Regions from separate parts of the Triticum aestivum genome. Here region 2 is linked to region 1. A link is a contact called in public Hi-C data. All regions are on one chromosome and are shown on one strand. Each heading gives the region's core, a stretch centred on a gene start, on an enhancer-like site or on the middle of the called end of the contact. The rest is flanking DNA. Distances are from core to core; before and after follow the strand shown.

What was found. A called contact is a pair of places that touch in the nucleus more often than the background predicts.
Region 2: a Hi-C map of leaf shows a contact between it and region 1, with 2.8 times the contacts expected there. The contact joins the promoter of LOC100125748 here to the promoter of LOC123164384 in region 1. A contact is called at or near these places in 2 of 5 Hi-C or Micro-C datasets (both in leaf).

Annotation. Positions count from the first base shown.
Region 1 is chr7D:367,790,166-367,796,659 of IWGSC CS RefSeq v2.1, reverse strand. LOC123164384 (alpha/beta hydrolase domain-containing protein 17B) reads right to left here and starts at 4,150. Exons shown (of 5, transcript XM_044581826.1): 1 at 3,227-4,150; 2 at 2,700-2,736; 3 at 767-1,003; 4 at 626-673. The coding sequence starts at 3,534.
Region 2 is chr7D:368,418,586-368,424,999 of IWGSC CS RefSeq v2.1, reverse strand. It overlaps LOC100125748 (probable mixed-linked glucan synthase 6), which reads right to left and starts at 3,164. Exons shown (of 3, transcript XM_044586105.1): 1 at 2,493-3,164; 2 at 120-864. The coding sequence starts at 2,812.

The DNA.
Region 1 (6,494 bases), core at 2,901-5,400:
CTAAGAAAACAACACTGATAGGCAAAGACAAGAATGGGTCTGACTTGATGTCGCCACAGGAGAGGCATGTGTGTACTTTCCAGTAGATGTGTCTATAAGATAAGTATACTTTTTAGTGTTGTTTGGCTACTTGCAAAACTGTTTTAGCCTGTGGCTACATGTAAAGATCCTTATATTCGGGTCTCATCCTAAAAATGGGAGCTGGGAATTTCCTTGTGAGCCTAATTTTTATCATGATTTAGAAGGATTGTTTATTTGATGAGCTTCCTATGCAATTTAGCAAATTTTAACATGAAATAATTTCGTCGTAAAAGCATTTACTTTATGCATGATATACATGATATTTGGTTCTTCTGGATAACCATGATGCAGACAAAGGAGATTCGAAAGTAAGCATTCAATTTTTTTTCTTTCCTGATTGGATTAGTTTTATACTACTCTTTTGAGAGAATTATTAATGTGTAGCGGAACAAGGGAACTAAATCTGAAGTGAAACAAAACATATTTTCAATGAAAAAAAAAGTGTAACACATTATAATGTTTCCCTGTGGGCACAAGATGATTTTATTCTAGATCCGTTAAAAAGCACGGGCACTTTGATAGTTTTGTTAGTAAAGAGACTTACATGAATAACAAGCACTGGGCATTTCACCTTCTTTATTTTTTTGACATTCTGCAAGAACAATTTAGCTGGACGTTAGTAAACCTACTCTGAAGGCACAAAAGGTAGAGACCGAAATGGAATAATCAATTTTGAGATGCTTACTTTGTAAATGTCGAAGCAAAATGTAAAGTTCACATGGCAAACAACACGGAGGCCTGACAGTATAGCACTGTGAAGAACCACACCGCGCAATCTTGGTAAACGAGATGCTAAATGCAATGTGGGCCCACTGCCAACAGATTGTCCATACAGGATAAGCTCTTCCTGGCTGATTCCGTACTCAGTTTCTAAGCACTGGTAAACTGCTTCAATATCTGCATATGTATTCTCTTCACTTGGCTGCACTTGAAAAGACAAGCATAAAAATCCTTTCACAAAAATGCATTCCTTGAGGAAGAAACATGGACATGCGCATGCTCAGTGGAAATGCCAATTAGGTGACAGTAATTCAAAGTGAAAGTGCCATATGATTTAGTTCAAATAAGCAAATACAGGATACAGAGACATTAATATCTAACTCCCAGTAGGGCAAAACATAAATTTCAAATACCACCACCCATAGCATTTTGTTTGTTCCTTTATCTTGATGATAGTGGAACCTGGTCCATGTTGGATAGTATGGAACAAAAAAAAAAGGAAAATTCTCACTTCATTTGAATGCAGGGCCCCCAAAATAGACAGCAGAAACAATCAACATAACATGTTCTCCATTTCAATGGATAAAGCCGCAATAAATGAACTTGAGAAAATGCATAGATAGTTGATACAGACATTTATATCTGTCCTTTAGGATAAATGTATAAGACTATAGTCACAATGGGCAGTAACTTAGGCTAGTCATAGTGGGAGTAACTTAGCAAGTAACATAGCGCACTCCGAGAAATTTTTGCTTATGTGGCATGTAGTTAATGAGAAGTGGTAACATAATATGTTACTGTAACATAGCGCTTTCCAAGATAAGATGAGTCTACAAGCTAATTAATGAAGGTAGTAACTTAGACTAGTGTCATATGCATGACACTAGTATAAGTTACTCCCCACTATGACCAGCCTTAGACTAGTAACATGCATATGTTACTAGTCTATGTTACTACCTCTATAGTGTGGAGTAACATATGTGTGGTGTCATGCAATACTTCATTTATTAGGTTGTAGACTCATCTTGTCTTGGTATATGTGATGTTACAGTAATAACTAGCTATGTTACCACATTCCCTTATTTCCTCATTAATTACTCGCCACATCATTGTTTTGCCTAGAGATGTGTGAAGTTACCACCTATATTACTCCCACTGTAGGTGGTCCAAAAGGCATGCCCAAATTACTGTTTAGCCTGAATTTTACAATGGCAGTGGCTGAGAACAAAAGTTGCAGACATATAAAAGATTTATAATGGCCATGATATATAAAAGGTTTATAAGACTGGCCATAGTGGGGGTAACATAAGCGGTATCATACACTTGGGACTCGCAAACATGCTTATGTGGCAAACAATTAAAGAAGAGAGAGAGCGTTATAGTAACATAAGTAGATACCGTATCATAATTAATGTTATGCCATTATATGTCTTGCATGGCAATAAATGAAACCATATATGATACTAACCTATGATACTATGCACTATAGATGTAGTATCATACACTAGTATCATATGCATGATACTAGTGTATAGTATCATATGCTTGATACTAGTGTATGATACTCCCCACTATGACCAGCCTAATGGCTATGATATGACTGGAAGGCACCAGTCGGGGGCATGGGCCAAACCTTCTTCAGTTGAGTTGTAGACAAATGCAGCTTGTTCTTGGAAACTGAAACTGAACCACATTTCTCGAGGTATCTTAATTAATTCAGGTTGTTGGTAGTAGTGCTATCATTCCATGCCTACATTAGTCAAGTAAGGAAACTAAAATTTACCCCATGACATAAGCAACCTATATTCAGTAGTAGTATTCACCAAATAATGAACCCGCAGTAGAGTCGACGGTAAAATTAAAATTAAACCTTACTGTAAAGAGTAACTACTTATTACCTTGCCAGTAGATGCTCCGTACCCCGAGTAGTCATATCTGCAGTTATAAAATTAAAAAGTAAATCACGTCAGGCTTTTCTGCACAGCAAATCTTGTGTACCTCCAGACCACATTGAAATTGCAACAGCAGGAAAAAAAACTGGCGAAAAAAAATACTGCATGGTTGTAACTGAGGATTCAAGATCAGCTAATCGGACTGATTATTATTATATGTGTACTATTTAGAGAATCGTCAGGCACTGCTTTCCTCCCTTTTAATAATAAATAATAAATATATACTGTACTAGTTAGGTTGCAGATATCCCGTCCCGTGTTCCCGCAAATCATCTGCCCCAATAACCAAATCTACTTGATGTCGTACGTACAAGCATTTGTGATAGGAAATGCAGGACTGAAAAAACATGTCAGATAATAATTCCTACTAGTAGAAGAGAAGCAGAAAAAAGCAGTGTAGGGGTAGAATGAGGTGTCCTCCCTCCTAGAGAAGAGAAATCGAAAGCGAAAGCACAGCACAATGTACCACTAACCCCATCAGATTGACCTTGAGATTGACCTTGAGCTGCACAAAGAGATCGTAGAGCTGGGCGAGGTCGGCGGCGTTGCCGTGCGAGTAGAGCAGGGTGAGGCGCGCGCAGGGGTTCCTGAGGTAGAAGGCGACGACCTTGGTCCCCCTGGTGGTGTCGAGGAGCAGCACATCCAAGGCGTTGTCCCGCGGGACGCCGGAGGCGACGAGGCGGCCGGTGGCCTCGTCCTTGCGGAGGGCGTAGGTGGGCGGGTCCGGCGGGAAGAAGGCGAACCTCGCCGCGAGACTGGACACCGAGCACCCCGAAAGCATCGGTGGCAGCGCTCAGTCATCGACAGGCGGCGGCGGCGGTGCTGCTGCTCATAGAGGGAGCCTCTCCCCTCCTCCTGTTTCACTTTCACCACCAAACGATCAAATGGATCGAAAAATTTCCCAAACTTGGGGGCGAACGGAAAGGATAAAAAAACAAAATCCCCAGCTTGGGGATTTCTCGGTGAAAAAACTAAGAGGAACTAGGGGTGGGTGTGGATCTTCATCCCAAGGGACTTGTTCAGTGAGAGTAGAAGCCAAATCGACAAAAAAAATCAAGAAGAAATTGGCTCAGTCCCTGCTCCCCAGGGGAATCCCCCGAAGTCGTATGAACCAGAAGTCCGTCGTTTGGTGGGATGGGGTGGGAGGTTTTACGAGGGTTTAGTGCATTGTGGGTGGGTGGGAAATGGCGAATGCGAGCAGCAAAGAGGGAGGAAGGGGAGAATGAGGAAGAAGAAGAAGAGCAAGGGGCGGGGAGGGTGTGGACCAGTAGCAGTAGGGAAGGGAGAGCTCCGCCTCAGGCCTCAGCCACGCTGCCACTGCCATTTATTACTCATGCTGCACAGAGACAGAGGGGGGGAGGGAGGGAGGGTGGTGGACTGATGTGCGGTGTGTGCGTGCGTGCGTGCGTGCGTGAGAAAGAGAGCGAGAGCGTGCGCGTGTAGCAGGTGTAGGGGTGAGGACCAGGCAGGGCAGGGCAGGCGAGGTGATGAAATGAAACTGGAACAGGGCAGCGGAAAGCGCAGGCGATCCCCACACCTTTGCAAAAGATGTTCTTCCTTTCTTCACATGTTCTCGCAGCGGGGATGCGATTTTGTCACGCCGCACGCACGCACGGATGGACTGGACGCAAAAAAACGGCGCCCCGGAAGGATCACGCTGCCCGAGTTTCAAGGCTCAAAATTAGAATTTTTTTTCCTTTTAGATCATAGTACTTTCTTTCCTTTCAGGTGGTGAAAATGCCGCTTTGCTAAATCCATATGTGTTTTGCACATAGGCCCGCGTGCGAGTTTTCATCTCTCTGTCTCAGAATAAATATCTCACAACTTTGAATAATTTTATGCTAAAGTTAATATAAAATTGAGACACTTGAAGTATATTTCTATCTCTACTACTCCATCTCCCTCTATTCCCTTATACAAGGCCACTATCAAAAATACATTTTACATCAATATAAGGCCACCAACAGTAATCGAGGCAAAAATTAATAATGTTTTCTCGTACTAACAACTTTTTAATACTTATATGCATGTAGTTATAATAACACTCAGGCACTTCTTTTCCATTCATTCGTTGCATGCTTGTGGTGTATTAATGATCCCGGTTAACGAAAATAAAAGTTGACTTGCAAAGAAGTCATTAAATTTTATCTTGATACCTGTAATATGAGTTTGTGGCCTTATATAAGGAAATGGAGGGAGTACTACTTAAAAGGATTTAAGGTTCCATGTTTCTGAGCATGTACTTTTATTTTCTTTTCTTTGCTCCGCTTGCGAGCTGTAATACCTTTATGACTTTGTGATACTTCGAGACTTTTTAATAAGATGGTTGCATGCATCATTATGATGCAGAGGCCGGGGGCACGCCTCCATTTTCAAAAACATGTTTCTCTTTTATTCCCCCCAACCTTCATTCAACCTTCCCCCTATGATAATCAATCATCGCATTTACTTATCTTTCGAACCAATTTCACTTTAATTTACTTATCAAAATTTTCATCAAAATATAAGGTAAATCACACGCAAGATTTGATAAACATTTATTTACACAATTGCATTAATATGCGAAGGTAAATCACAAGCTAACGTACTAAAATACTTATTCACGTTGCAACACACGGGCATTGTCCTAGTAGAGAAAAAATGCCGCCATCAGCGATACAAGGAAAGGGTCCCCCGGATCACGCGAGTCAGGGCATCCCCTTGTCCCCATGATGTACGCCAAAGCCCCGAACACTGGCCTCCTGCATCTCTCCACCGAAAGCAAATATAACAAGGTGATATAAACGGACTATAAAAATTTAAATAATATATTATTGTTGAGTTGGAGGACCGCGAAGAGAAGAGTGGAGAGAGGAGTGTTGTAGATTAAGGCTGGTCATAGTGGGAGTAACATAGATAGTAACATGGATGTCACATAAGCAAAAATTATGTTGTGGCAAGTAGTTAATGAGGAGAGAGGCAAATAGAGTAACATAATATGTTACCATCACATTGCGCTTCCCAATGCATAATGAGTCTACAAAGTAATAAATGAAGGCATCTGTGTCACCACACTTATGACACTACCCACTATGAGACTAACAACAGAAGAGTTGTATATGATGCAACCAGAAGGTTTTGTCGATCCTAAAGGTGCTAACAAAATGTGCAAGCTCCAGCGATCCATCTATGGACTGGTGCAAGCATCTCGGAGTTGGAATATACGCTTTGATGAGTTGATCAAAGCACATAGTTTTATACAGACTTGTGGTGAAGCTTGTATTTACAAGAAAGTGAGTGGGAGCTCTGTAGCATTTCTGATATTATATGTGGATGACATATTGCTGATTGGAAATGATATATAATTTCTGGATAGCATAAAAGGATACTTGAATAAGAGTTTTTCAAAGAAAGACCTCAGTGAAGCTGCTTACATATTGAGCATCAAGATCTATAGATATAGATCAAGACGTTTGATAAGTTTTTTCACTGAGTACATACCTTGACAAGATTTTGAAATAGTTCAAAATGGAACAGTCAAAGAAAGAGTTCTTGCCTGTGTTACAAGGTGTGAAATTGAGTAAGACTCAAAGCCCGACCACGACAGAAGATAGAAAGAGAATGAAAGTCATTCCCTATGCCTCAGCCATAGGTTCTATAAAGTATGCCATGCTGTGTACCAGATCTATTGTATACCCTACCACTGAGTTTGGCAAGGGAGTACAATAGTGATCTAGGAGTAGATCACTCGACAGCGGTCAA
Region 2 (6,414 bases), core at 1,915-4,414, 630 kb before region 1:
AGGGCCTAACTAACCAAGATTCCAAGAACAGCAGCATGCATGCATGCAATGCAGACATGTAGTAGGAAAGAAACAGTAAGTAGGAGTAAACGGTAGTGATAAGAATAGCTAGTACTGACCAGGACGATGCCGGCGTGGTCGCCCCTGCGGTGGTTCTCGGAGGCGTCGACCCAGGTGCCCTCCCACTGGGTGCCGTCGGCCATCCAGGTGGGTCGGGGCTCGCCTTCCCGGTGGGCGTTGGCGGCGTTGTACCCGTCGTTGCGCTGCTTGATGTCATGCTCCAGGCTGTTGATCCTGGCCTTGAACTCGTCGTACTCCTTGCGGACGCGGCGACGGTCGTTCACGAACTCGTCCTGGGCTCTCCCCATGTAGGGGTGGGACTTGAGCTCAAAGTAGCTCTCCGGGCCCCTGGGCTCGATCCCGTGCTTGCGGCAGAAGGGCACCCAGAGGGTGGCGAACTTGGAGGACTCAGCCAGGGCCTCGTAGGTGAGCAGCATGCCACTGTCGTCAGAAACGTAGCATGTGTTGCGGTCGACGGGGTAGTCGGCGGCGAGGATGGAGAGCACCGAGTTGGCAGTGGAGAGGATGGGCTCCTTGATGGGGTCGGCCGTGGTGACGAAGATGTCCAGCCCCGGGAGGGTGGAGGTGCCGTCGGGGCGGTCGAAGCGCTGCCGCAGCACGGCCAGGTCCGGCACGCGGTTGATGGGGTTCAGCTTGGGGAGCTGATCCAGCAGCCAGGAGAAACCGAACCAGAACTCGCCGCAGATGGATGTCACCCACAGCCACATGGCGTCAGGGTTCTTGTGGGAAATACGCCAGATCACGAACAGGGTGAAGGCGATGAGACGGACGAAGATCAGCACCCTGCATTGCATTATTCACATTCACCGTCAGTTACAGTTCATCATCAACTCACTCTTAGTAAAAATTGTTTGGATTAATCGAGTGCTGGCTATGTTGGTGCGATGATTGGGTGCAATTATTGGAGGGAACATGCGCCATGTTCATCTTTTCCCTTTGCATTTCTTTTCCCTATCAGACAGCTAGTTTTAATTTTTTTGCAAATGCCAAAAGGCGAGAGGGAAGGGCATCATGTTCGCATTGACAGCCAAGGCGGGTGCTGGCAAGTCAATGAGTGTGAGCTGGCACACTTGGCAGCAAACGGCGCCGTGTATGAGCACCGACATGCCTCGGCTGTCAGTAGGCCCGGGCCCCTCCCTCACCCGTCGTACGAGGGCATGGACGCGACCGCCAGAGGTGGTGCCGCTGGATTCCTTGCTCCATTAATGGGCCTCTTTTCTCGTTAAGTTTTCTTCTTCTTATTTATTTATGCTATTGGCGCCAAAAAGTCGTTGGAACCTTCTCCTGCTAATCGTTACTACTAGTAGGAGTAGTACTTTGGAGTAGTAGTAATCTTTTTCTTGTTAATCTTTGCAGTACTTTGAAGATGTTGTGCCGAGTGCACTTGACATATGCTAGTAGTGTTTATCTAGCACGCGCATTTCTTCTGAGTTGTAACTCTGCCACTTTAATATGGCTTTTCTCGGTGCCAACATGACTCACGCATTCTTCTGGGAAAAAAGGCATTCATGCGGTGGCACCACTTCTTTTTCTTCTCCTCCTTTCTATGACACGATATGGCATGATAATCTTCTTCTCGTTTTCTCCAATAAAACGGCTGAACAAAAACTAACGTACTACAGGCTCCATCTATAACTAGACTAGATGCCGAAAAATCTCATATACTACCATACCATACATACATGCATACGTTTCTCCAGTGACAAAAAAGGACATGTTACTTGCTTTTATATCTTGTCCCAACCCCAAAAGTTTAACCAACTTTCTCACTGCGACGTCCCCAGGGAGGATGGCGACGAGGCTTTTAATGATGTGGCTTGGATTCACGTGCAAGCCATGCCCACTGTCATCTCGTTTCACCTCGGATTCCTATTGCTATTGCACACCCAGATTTTATTAACTCTAAAGTGGCAAGGATTTATTAGCCGCCAGGGTGGCCACCGGGGCCCACCTGCCAGGCAGGCCCAACGGCTAACGTCCCCTCAAGCGGGCCCATGCAGCAGTGACTACGACTACTAGTAAAATGGAAGAACCAGCGCCCCGCCGCACCGAGCCGACAGCCCACACCGGGACGCGCTGTTTTGGGTGGATTCGAGCCATCATTGAACCGCCTCTAACGTGCACCTGTCTCGGACTTGTCAAATTTTAATCCAAGTTTACATTAATTAACTACTCCATTAATTACTGTGATTAACACCGACCAGACCATGCTACTACTAGTCCTAGGAGTACTAGCGCCACCGGTCAAGATCAAATAATCGTGACTGTCAACCTTGGCGTTGTGCTTGTTGGCTTAATCATTTTAGACTTGTTGTGCAAAAGAGTGGTAATAATAAATACTTATACAGTAAGTATGAAATACGTAATTGTTACTGTGACGCAGATATAGTAGGGAGTTTAGTTGCACGTACCGGTAGGGGTGGAGGAGGACACCCTTGATTTTCTCGGTGCGGAAGACGGGGCGGTCGTCAACGGCGGCACCGCTTTCGTCGGTCTCGCCGTCCTCGCCGAGCTCCACGCCCACCCAGCTCTCGTCGTTGACGGCGCCTATCTGCCCCATGGCCACGATGTCCATGTCGAGCGAGGAGGCGGCAGACGCCACCGCGGCCGATCCCGTGCAGGCGCACACCTGGAAGCCGCAGACGCAGGGCTTCCCGCTGGCGGGCGCGGTAGCGGCAGCAGCCGGCTCGTTGCTCCGCACGCGGCCTCCTCCGGCCACCGCTGGCGCCATGGCCGTCGTCCTCAATGCACGCACTCACTCTCCTTTACGACAAGGAGAACAAGCCGAACAATGGCAGGGAGGCAGGCAAGGTAGCTCTCCACGCTCAGGCAATGGGCGAGGCAGCCTTTAGCATGTGCAGGGAGAGAGAAAAGGAAGCAATGAATGAATGTAGGGGAGGGAGAGGGGAGGAGGAGGAGGTGCGAGAAATGACGAGTAAAGTACGTGGGGGATTTATGGGCTGGGAGGCACAAGAAGTGTCGGTAGGGGTTTCAAGCTTTGCTCTGCTCAGCTCGCTTGTCTTGCTGAGCTATCCAACCAACGGGTTGGAGGTGTCTGTGGGTTGTAATTGTGTTTGAGCGGTGTGCGGGTGTGTTTATATGTAGGTGGTGGACTGGCGAGCACATTGCTGCGTGTACGCGTGTATGCCCAGCCCAGCCCAGCCCATATGCATATGCATATCATCTCGCCGCACCGCACCGCACCTCACCTACCTACCAGGTTGCTTCCACTCATATTCCTGCCCCTGCCTGCTGTGCCATGTGATTTGTGATGCCCTCCCCTCCCCTCCCTGCGCAAGAAAACTAGTGATAATTAGCTTGCATTTCCGGTTTTTATTTTATCTTTTCGCTTGCATAAGTACTTCATTGTTGATTAATTAATGAATTGATTGGTGCCGCAAGATGGGACGATTTCCTTTTCCACCGATTGATTGTTATGTTAATGTAATATAGTACTAATCAGAGAGGAGAAGGAGAAGGAGCTGGGCGTAGAATAAAGGTACCAGGGCGATGAGTGGCGATGATGATTAGTTTGTTTGTTATGTGCCTGTTTTTTCTCTCTCTTTTATTAATTAACTTGGTGGGGTTTGTGAGCTTGGGCTTCTTTGCTGCCCTTGATTGAAAGATTCTTTTCTTGCGCCTTTTCTGCTCTCCCCCAGTCCAAGCTGAAGCCAGCCTGACCCGTGAGTCCCTGTAGCCATCCTGCAGCATCGCCATGCATCAGTGAGCTGTTTTGAGTACCGTACAAGCCTCTTTGCTCTGCTGTGACCATGCAGCCCAACGGAATTTTTAGCCTCTTGATGTGTATGTGCAAGTTGGGTTGGGAGAAACATTTTGGAGCACTAGTAGCAAACTGCGAGGACTCGCTCATACGTATTCTTGTCTTGTTGGTTGAAAAGTGGCATGCAGCAGAGCCACGGAAGGCAACAGTGGTCGGAGTAATATCGGTCACAGCAAAAGGTGGACATGCAGAGCCCGGTTCTACTACTGCCTCTTTCCTTTCCCCCCTTTGGTTTTGGTTTTGGTTTTGGTTTTGGCGAGGAAATGCTTCACGAGAAGAGAAGGAATGCGTTGGTCCCCTGGCCGGTTCATTGCCACAAGGAGGCTTGCCGTTCTGCCCGTTACGACGTCCCTATAGGAGCGGCGGGGAACGTCGCGCGCGTATCCGACGAGAAATCACGGCGGGAGGAGCATATAATCCGTCCTGATGGAGCTCCCTGAACTAACTAACGGGAGGAATTAAGCATGAGGTCTGCAGCTCGCTCGCGCCCGGCCAATTTGCAAACTAGGCCAGTTGTTAGGACAATGATGCGCGCGCGCCAGGCCACACGGCCCCGTGTCCAGACCCCGAACTAACCATACCGCCACTGAGAGGACAATTAAACCAACACACAAGAACAAGACGATCGAGGATGGAGAGGCCGGAAGAGTAATTAACCGGCGGTTGCTGTTGCTGTTGCATCGACGATCCAACCACATATGCGGGCACGCTAGCCCCCAGCATTCATGATAAACTATACTACTGTTACTACACTCAACGAGTCCCACAACATTTACGAGGAGAGGGGATGGGAGGGAAACGGACGCAATTTTAACGCTTCACGCCAACGGTAATGTAATGTGCGTGCATCTCCATCCGGGGCACACGTACTGACTCACTTGTTTGTGTGCGCGCGTCCGTGGAGAGGACGCTAATGACCTTATTGACGCCCACAGCTATGCCATCTGCAAAGCAGATTTCAGGCCCTTTACTGAACCACTACATCAAGATAATTCCTAAGCTGCTTCCCTCTGTTTCCCTAGAAATACAGCCCTTAAGGCATCGTTTTAGACTTGAGTTTTGTTTACATTAAAGTTCACCATGCAAGGTGTGTATTTCGTTGTGTCCAATGACCAGCCCAAGACTTTCCTCTTCAATTGCAATCTCAGTTTCTTGCTTGTTCTTTATTTGCCTACAGGAAATAGACCCTCGTGGTCAGGTTGATCATGCTCCGATATGGTCATTAACCTTTCGAAGTTGGATTAGCGATTGCTAAGGCGCGACGTCTTTGCACGTTTATAGTTGGATCATCAAAGTCGATTTCCACCGAAAATGGTAGTTATTATCTCATCGATATTGGAAATATGCCCTAGAGGCAATAATAAATTGGTTATTATCATATTTCCGGTTCATGATAAATGTTTATTATTCATACTAGAATTGCATTGACCGAAAACTTAAATACATGTGTGAATACATAAACTACACTGTGTCCCTAGTAAGCCTCTACTAGACTAGCTCGTTGATCAAAGATGGTTATGGTTTCCTGACCATAGACATGAGTTGTCATTTAATAACGAGATCACATCAGTAGGAGAATGATGTGATGGACAAAACTCAACCGTAAGCTTAGCATGACATCATATCATTTAGTTTTGCTATAGCTTTATTCATGTCAAGTATTTGTTCCTTCGACCATCAGATCATGCTACTCCCGGATACCGGAGGAATGCCTTGTGTGCTATCAAACGTCACTTTCTAACTAGGTGATCATAAAGGTGCTCTACAGGTATACCTGATGGTCTCTGTTGGGTTGCATGGATCGAGACTGAGATTTGTCACTCCGTGTGACGGGGAGATATCTCTAGGCCCTCTCGGTAATACAACATCACAAGAAGCTTCATGTGACTAATGAGTTTAGACACGGGATCTTGTATTACGGAACAAGTAAAGGGACTTGCCGGTAATGATATTGAACTAGGTATGGAGATACCGACGATCGAATCTCGGGCAACTAACATATAGCCGGACAAAGGGAATTGCATACGGGATTACCAAAATCCTCGACATTGTGGTTTAACCGATAAAGATCATCGTTGAATATCTGTGGACCAATATGGACATCTAGTTCCCGCTATTGGTTATTGACTAGAGAGGAGTCTCAGTCATGGTTGCATGATTCTCGAACCCGTAGGGTCGCACGCTTAACGTTCGTTGACGCTAGAGTAGTATTGGGATATGTACAATGGTGACCGAAGGTTGTTTGGAGTCCTGGATGAGATCCCGGATGTCACGAGGAGTTCTAGAATGGTCCCGAGGTAAAGATTGATATATAGGGTGTCATTTCTAGGGTACTGGAAAAGTTCGGGGGAATACCGGCATTGTATCGGGGGCCACCGAATGGTTCCGAGGGACCACCAGTGGGTCCCACCAGCCCCAGGGGCCACTATGGGCTGAAGGGGGGTGCCCTAGCCTAGTGAGGCTAGGCGCACCAGCCCCAAGAGTCCATGTGGCTTGGGGGACAAGAAACCCTGAGGGGGAAGGGAGGAATCCCATCTGTCGTACGGGAGAGG